2 separate regions of the Mus musculus genome follow, and region 2 is linked to region 1. A link is a contact called in public Hi-C data. All regions are on one chromosome and are shown on one strand. Each heading gives the region's core, a stretch centred on a gene start, on an enhancer-like site or on the middle of the called end of the contact. The rest is flanking DNA. Distances are from core to core; before and after follow the strand shown.

Evidence for each region. Hi-C and Micro-C count contacts between places; a contact is called where the count stands out from the background.
Region 2: a Hi-C map of myocytes shows a contact between it and region 1, with 2.4 times the contacts expected there. The contact joins two enhancer-like sites. A contact is called at or near these places in 3 of 39 promoter capture datasets (the 3T3-L1 cell line, cranial neural crest and pre-B cells), 1 of 484 Hi-C or Micro-C datasets (myocytes), 5 of 115 datasets of contacts at active chromatin or transcription factors (double positive thymocytes, effector CD8 T cells, embryonic stem cells and 1 more) and 2 of 9 other capture datasets (adipose tissue and liver).

What each region holds. Positions count from the first base shown.
Region 1 is chr17:29,060,831-29,064,604 of GRCm38.p6, forward strand. The region is part of intron 1 of Trp53cor1 (tumor protein p53 pathway corepressor 1); the gene reads right to left. Among named protein-coding and RNA genes, the nearest start is that of Gm41556, 6.4 kb to the left of the region's middle. Within about 2 kb of position 1,806, at least 79 of the 459 cell types and tissues checked have an H3K27ac peak or open chromatin away from gene starts, as enhancers often do. A contact at or near this core is called in myocytes, where this site is marked.
Region 2 is chr17:29,339,527-29,343,300 of GRCm38.p6, forward strand. It overlaps Mtch1 (mitochondrial carrier 1), which reads right to left. Exons shown (of 12, transcript NM_019880.4): 2 at 3,297-3,381; 3 at 1,265-1,371; 4 at 895-972; 5 at 542-599; 6 at 265-316. Among named protein-coding and RNA genes, the nearest start is that of Mtch1, 6.5 kb to the right of the region's middle. Within about 2 kb of position 2,150, at least 238 of the 459 cell types and tissues checked have an H3K27ac peak or open chromatin away from gene starts, as enhancers often do. A contact at or near this core is called in myocytes, where this site is marked.

The DNA.
Region 1 (3,774 bases), core at 556-3,055:
TTTTTGTTGCTTTGCTCAGTTTTCCAAACTTCTCATTATGTGGTTTTGATGTTATTTTAGCCAGAACAAAACCAGCTCTACCACAGGCAGATAAAGAGCCAATGTTCCCAATGGCTTAACAGGGCCCAAGGGGCTGCTTGGATCCCGGTAGACTGCTACTGTTGACATGTCCCTGTGAGAAAGGAACATATCAGGGGGGCTGAGCATTCAGCCCGCTCAGTAGCTAGCATGCTGGAACAGGGCACGGTGGTGCACGCCTGTGATCCTAGCACGGGGAAGGTGGAAGCAGAAAAGATTGGAAGTTCAAGGTCATCTTTGGCTACTTGGGGAGTTCAAGGCCAGTTTGGACTACTTGTTACAAAACAAGGCACACTATTGCGTTGTACAGAGCCCCGATGGCTGGGCTGTGTGCCGGAAGAACACTAGTGGCGAGAGCCAGACCCTGCCCAGTGTTTGGCTCAATATCCCATGGCATTTCAAGGTGAGGTGCTTTGTAAAGAATCCTAGGGTTCCCTCCTCCTCCACCTCTTCTCCCTCCTCCTTTTCTTATTCCTTCTCTTTCCCCTCCTCCACCTCTTCCCCCTCCTCCTCCTCTTTCCCCAAGCACAAAGTAAGGAGGCCTGAGAGTATCAAATCTGGGAGGCAATGACAAACTTTGTAAGGAACAACACTTATCTGTGAGGAACTGGAGAGATAACTCAGCGCCCCCCCCCCTCCCCAGTTGTTTTAAGCCAGCCAAGGCTACCTATTGAGGCCCTCCCTGTCTCAACAATAACTACAACAACAACAGCAACAAACAACAACAAATTGTTTCCACAATTAGCAATCAAAAGGATTAGATGTCCAGAATTTCAGAGCTCACTCTGGGTCAGGGCAGAGTGACCGGAAAGGAAGAAAGCCTACCCCTAAAGTGTGCCCAGCCTCGGGAAAGGCCCTGTCAGATCTTCCTAGGGCAGCAGTGACTGAGGTGGGAAACCCATACTGGCAAACCTGGTGTGGGCTCACTCTTTCATCTAGTGGCTCTTGTGATCTCTTGGGAAGATTTAATGTCCCCACCTTCCTGCCCCGCAGTGCTCCCCAGCCCAATGGGAAATGCTTCCTAGTTCTTGCTGCAGGTATGACTGTGAAGAGACTTTCAAAAGACCAAAACTCCCCCTCCTCCCCATTCTCTTCCTTCCCTCCTCCCCTTCCTCCTCCCCTTTCATTTTCCCTTCCTCCCCCTCCCTCTTCTCCTCCTCCTCTACCTCTTCCTTCTCTCCCCCTCTTCCTCTTCCCTTTCTTTTCCTCCCCTCTTTCTCTTCCTTGTCCCCCTCCCTCCCCTCCTCCCTCGCCTCTTCCCTCCTCCTCTCGTGCCTTTTCTTCCCCTTCTTTCCCATTTCTCATCCTCCTCCTTCCGGTAGTGCTGGGTCAGAGCCATTGCTTCTGAGCTTTGACTATGCTAGACCAGTGCTGTACCACAGACTCTATCTTTAGCCCTTAGATAAGGGATTTTCGATGACAACAGTAATATGACATTTTGAAAGCTTCCCTGGAGGCTCTGGAAGGGGAGCACTACTGCTCTTCTAGCCCTGACTCAAGATGGGCCTCTTCTCTGGGGAAAGAAGCACCCTCTTCAGCCAAGCAGGCAGCTTCCAGTGAGGGAGGGAGGGAGGCGCTGCACGCTTGGCTACCAGGCCAGCCAAATTCTCTCCGGCTGTCAGTGGGCTGAACGAGAGAGCTGTTTTGATGACCATGGTATGACCGGAATATTTGGCTCCTTGGACACTCAGATGAGAAAATATTGTTGCTCTCAGGTTCTTTTCCACTTGTTGACTCAGACTGTCTCAGGAGACCCACTGTGGGAGCTGCTGGAGAAGTGGGCAGCTCACTCTACTCTTGTTTAAACTACACAGAACAGAGAAAGTCACTCATGAGGCCACCTCTCTCTCCTCTCTGCCCCTCCCTCGCCCACGTCCCTGGGGAGTAGGCAGCTCACACACTGGCTTCTTTGCCTTTCTCTTCTCCACCCTCCCCACAGTGCCCCGAGGCCCCAAGGCAGCTGTGCCCTTTCTGTCCAGAAGCAGCAGCTTGATTGAAAATACCCATCCTTTTCGGGAGGGCCTCACAGAGTGGGTACTGCCAGAAAAATCTGTCCTGCCTCTCTCCCAGGATGCTAGAGAGTCACTGAGCTGGGACTGGGACTGGTAAATCTGTGGTACACACAGACACACACATATAGAGATATACAGAGTGAGAGAAACAGAGACAGAGGAATACACACACACACACACACACATATAAAGATATACAGAGTGAGAGAAACAGAGATACAGAGGAATACACACACATACACACATACATAGAGATGTACAGAGTGAGAGAAACAGAGATACAGAGGAATACACACACACACACACACACACACACACACTATTGCTCCGTAGCCCTGGCTGCCCTTGATTGATTTTGCAGCAATTCTTTCTGTCTTGACTCTCAAATGCTGGGCTTGTAAGAGCACATCCCTAACACACTCAGCGTGGGTGTGGGTGTGCGTGTGTGTCGGCATCTCTATTCTTAGCTCTTTGGGGTTGTGATTAAGGAAAATCAGGGTCACTTGAGCCAGGGTCCTGCAGTGCTGTGGCTGTCAATCTGATAAGCCAGCTGGCCCCTGAGTGACTAATGCTGTTCTTTGGTGGTGTCCTGTAACCTGCACAAAGGGCTAATTCACAGCAGGATAGAGCAGGATGGCGCAAGATTTGGTGCTCCTTAGACGAGGACACAATTAGAACTTAGAAATTGTGTATTTCTGTGATTTTTCCATTTAACTAATATATTTATTTGGCCAGTTGACTGCTTCAGGTTAGCCCAGAACACTGAACGAGTCCTGCAGATCATTGTACCCTTTGCCCAACACTCACCTCTCCCGTTTCAGAGGTGCTGGGGTGGAGCCCTGGGTATCACACACAGTAGGCAAGTGCTCTACTCACAGAGCCACACTCCCCAGCTCCCAAGAGACTCATTCCTCCTGATGTTTGTGTGAGTCTCACTCACTGGGAGACCTTCCTAACTTGACACTGAGGCCCCTTGGGAATTGCACCATCTTGATTTATAGCTAGGAGGCACAGATTTGGAGAAGGAAGGTGCCTGTCTGAGGACTACAGGAGGGCTACATACAACTAGCTCCAGGGATCCTCCTGGACCTCGGGCCTGTTCTTCATTAATTGCCACCACAAGTTGCTACCGAACAAAGACAGTAGAGTCCCAGAGGACCCATTTCTGCCTACAGGAATTCCCCAGTGTTATGTTTTTGTCTTCAGTATTTTAGGCATCTTCACATAGCCCAGGCTGGCCTTGAACTCACAAAGTAGCCATGAACTCCTGATCCCCCTGCCTCTGCTCCCTGAGTGCAGGGGTTTCAGTCATGTGCTACCAAGCCTGGCCTGAGTTGTTGATGCTGCTCTGTGCTCCCCTTCCCTCCTCCTCTCCCTCCCTCCTCCCCCTTTTCTTCCTCCCCTTCTCCTTTCTTCTTGGGCTGTGCATGTGCCATGGCACACATCTGGAAGCCAGAGAGGCACCATGTGCAGTCAATTCTCTTCTACTCTTACGCATGTGTTGGGGATTGAACGCAGGTGGCAAGTGACTTTACCCGCTGAGCCATCTTGGCCGCCCTATACTGAGTTCTTTTTTTGTTTTGTTTTGTTTTTTGTTTTTCAAGACAGGGTTTCTCTGTATAGCCCTGGCTGTCCTGGAACTCACTTTGTAGACCAGGCTGGCCTCAAACTCAGAAATCTGCCT
Region 2 (3,774 bases), core at 900-3,399, 280 kb after region 1:
GGGCACATGAGGGGAAGGCATCCTCTCAGTACAGGACGAGAGGAACAGATTTTGGAAGACAGAGAACCCTAGATGTCTGGGAGGCGACTCCAGCTCACAGCTGACCTGGGCAGACTCCAGCAGCACTGGAGGGCATCGAGGCTCCGCACCGGCCTCTTCCAGGAGCCAAGGCTCCTTTGGAGACTCAAATGAGGGAGGGGCAAAAGGCAGCAGTGGTGCTATCCCTAGCAAGAGGAGGGACAGAGACACCAAGGTATCACCTACCTGTACTTGGCCTCCCGTCCCACAAACTGCACCATGCATCGCATCGAGATCACTGAGGGGAGAGAAAGCTCTGTGTGACCTGGAGGGCTGATGGCTCAGCACCCTACCTCTGTGGTGTCCAGGCCACGACAGCCACAGCATCACCTCTGACTGGGAAGGACCTGAGCTCGTCTCCTGTCGCCCCCTGCCTCTTCCCAGCCATAATCCTCGGCTTATGGTGGGGCCAGCCTACACCCACCCATCTGTACTTTAGTGGGCTCAGCTGCCATGCTCTTACCGTGTAAGGGATGGGCCAGCATTCGCGATACACACTGCATCATCATCTCATACGATGTCTGCAAGAGAGAGACGTGGGGATGCCATCAGGCCTGGGACCCGTGGGGAGCTACAGGCTTATATAGGGAAGACCGGATTCACTCCTCAGGCCCTCAGTCTGTCAAGGATGCTGCCCACCCCCACCCTAATCCCTCCCTGAGGTATGCTGCCATCCTGGTCCAGAGCAGCTTAGGGGGCACGTTGTAGGGAGGGAAGTCCCTCGCAGTATCCGGCTAAGACTCCTTCTGCCCAGGCAAGCCTAAGGACCCGGCCAACTGGGAATGAGAGCTCTCCTCTCCAACCTTTGACACTCACCTCCTTCACAACTTTCTTGAGTGAGGTCTTCATGTCGTCCTTGTTGGAAACCTGCTCCATCTCATCTGGAGGGAAAACCTGACCACAAACACGCCGTGAGACTCAGACACACACCCCAGGGACACTAGGCATTGCGCCCACTGTCTGGGCTATCATAACCACCAGGCTTGGGACACTGAGTGGGAAAGCCAGAGTCACAGCTGCCACAGCTGTGGGAGGGAGGAAGGCCTGTGGTGCAGGAGGTCTTTCAAGCACAAACCCGGGGGGGGGGGGGTATGGATGTCCTGGGATCTGCACAGGAAGTGGTATCAGGGCCGGCAGGCTGTATGTGGTAGTGACTAGAGCCTGGGGACCCCGGGCACCTGCTCACCTTCTTCATGCTGCCGCGGGTCACAGTGGACAAGGCGTTGGACATAAGGCGGGGGCTCAGGCCCCGGAAGAGCCCTATCTTCCCATCCACCTGCACAATGTACTTGGCTGTAAGGAGGCAAAGGGGGTGGGGTGCGTCACACCCAGCCCAGGACACCCACTGCCAGACCACACACCCAGACCAGTGGTTTCCCAATCATCGGCTGGATGCAGCCTAAGGGGGTGTATATCCAGGGCCTGACATGGGCCAACTCCGATCCCAAGTGTCATCTGACCTGTCTCTTTTGGTAAAAACGTTCTAGCGTTCTTCTGACAAATAAGCTCACTGGACTTCTTGCTTGCTTGCTTTTCCTTAGCTTTGAAAACTCCTTGGCAAACTCAACTGTCGTTTCTCAACTCAGCAGCTGGAATGCTGTAATCCAAAACCAATTTCAGCTGCTTATAAAGTGTTTTTCTAGGAGTGGGGGTGGGGGTGGGGTGCCCACAGGCAGGGATGGGGAAGAAATGGGATGGGAGGGCAGACCTGGAAGGTCTCCCTGGGAAAGCTGCAGCCGGGGACACCCCAGTCCCTGTTACTGTGCTACATCTATGATGCCCCTGGCAGCTGCTGGTTCCTGTTAGTAAGGAACAAGGCAGAAACAGGGACAAACAGAAACAGAGTGGCACGGGGGGGGGGGGGGGGGGGGGGAGACCTGGAGGGTCAGGTGACAATGGGGACTTGCTGTCCCATGGCTGTATTTCACATGCAGCGTGTGACGCCTTGCACTCCCTGATTTACATTTAATCCAAGTTCAAGAAGGTGATGTTTCTCTAAACCCTGGAAGCCAGCACAGGGCTCCCTTGCTGTGATCTGCTTCCAGACCTGTGACATCAGCTCTCTAGCACCGCACACAGGAAGTGACGGGCATGAGTGCCCTTTTCTCCTCTGCAACAGATCTACCAGCGTGACTCCACGTCACACTCAGCGAGGATTTCCAGGGACAGGGCAGTGCACCTGTTACCTGGACCACAGCTTCCTGAGGAGGGGGTGGGGCAGGGAAGAAAGGACTGGGGAAGGCCATGAGGGGCCTGAGGACTGGGCAAGGCTGCCCTACTGTAGTCTGAGGGGCGGGCTCAGGCGGAGCCTCTGTGTGGCGCCTACAGAACCAGCTCCAGGATTTTGCATTTCTATGAGCTGTCAAGTAAAACAGAGACAGGACTATTCCGAGGCCCTCTCAGGAGCTCTTCCTGCCCCACCGCCTATCTGTAGAGTCTGCAACTCCCCCCTAACTCCCAAGGATTCCAGCCTTCCACCACAGAATGTCCACAGCTGTGGGGCTCTCTGCCACAGTGTGGGGGAGGAGGACACACTGGCCAGACAGTTCTAGACAGCCAGTCAGCCAGGCACTTCCTGACTGAGGAGCCGCCAGTGTCCAGAGGCGCCCAGCAGACATCTGCTCTTAACATCTGATGTGAAACATTTCTAAAACCTGGGTCGGGTCATCTCAGAAGCTGGCTTGCCCTTGCAGGAGGCCCTCAGATGACGTCAGGATGGTCCCATGTGGACAGGTATGACCTCAGACATGAGTTCTTGTTAACGGTGCCACTGAAGGCAGATCTGAGAAAGCCAGGTTGCCACAGGCTTGTGCTCATTATCTTTGTGTACAATGGAGGGTGGGGTGGTCTACTTATATGGTTTCCCTCTTCCCCTATACCGATCGTAAAATAAACACAAACACACTTCCCCACAAAATGGCCCATTCTGCCTGGCCCTAGAGTACACTCAGAACTGAAGCAAAATTGGAAGAGAACCTGACCTGTGGTTCTGCCAATAGTGAGTGTGGAGAGCGGAGAAGGTGGCTCAGAGGTCAAGCACCGTGAGGTTATGCAGCAGGGAGACTTGCAGAGAATATCTGGGGCTGCAGCACTCCCAGGCTCCCACCAGACCTCTACTGCCTAGGGCACTCTCAAGTCCCCTCCTTAGAGCTGACACTGGCTCCTGGGGCCAGACTGCACAGCAGGACGCCAGGTACAAGGGGGCCTGTGGCACTCACCATAGGTGAAGAAGCTCGGCAGGTAGAGGACCTTCCTCCCCAGCACATTGGTCCCAAGGGTGGGGGGCATCGGCTCATGACCCACCTTCAGAATCAACAGAGACAAAAGGAAGGGTCACTGGAGGCAGCCTGCAGCTTCCTGGCTCCAACTCCGCACATGGCTGGCCCCATCTCCCCAGGACTATCAGTTGGTGTCCCTTTATCAGTGTCTAGCCCTTGCTCCCACCTTGGCCCCATTCTAACTCATAAACCCTCCACAACCTCAATGTTAGACAGTATCAACGCACAAACTCCCATCTTTTATTATTCAAGAGCCTTTTACTATATTTAACATGTTTGTCTATTATTATTGTGTGCATGATGGGAAGCGGGAGAACAGGATGCAGTGCATGATGGGAAGAGAAAGACTAGGGCGCAGTGCATGATGGGTAGGCGGAGAATAAGATGCAGTCCGAGTGTAGTCAGGGGACAACTCTGT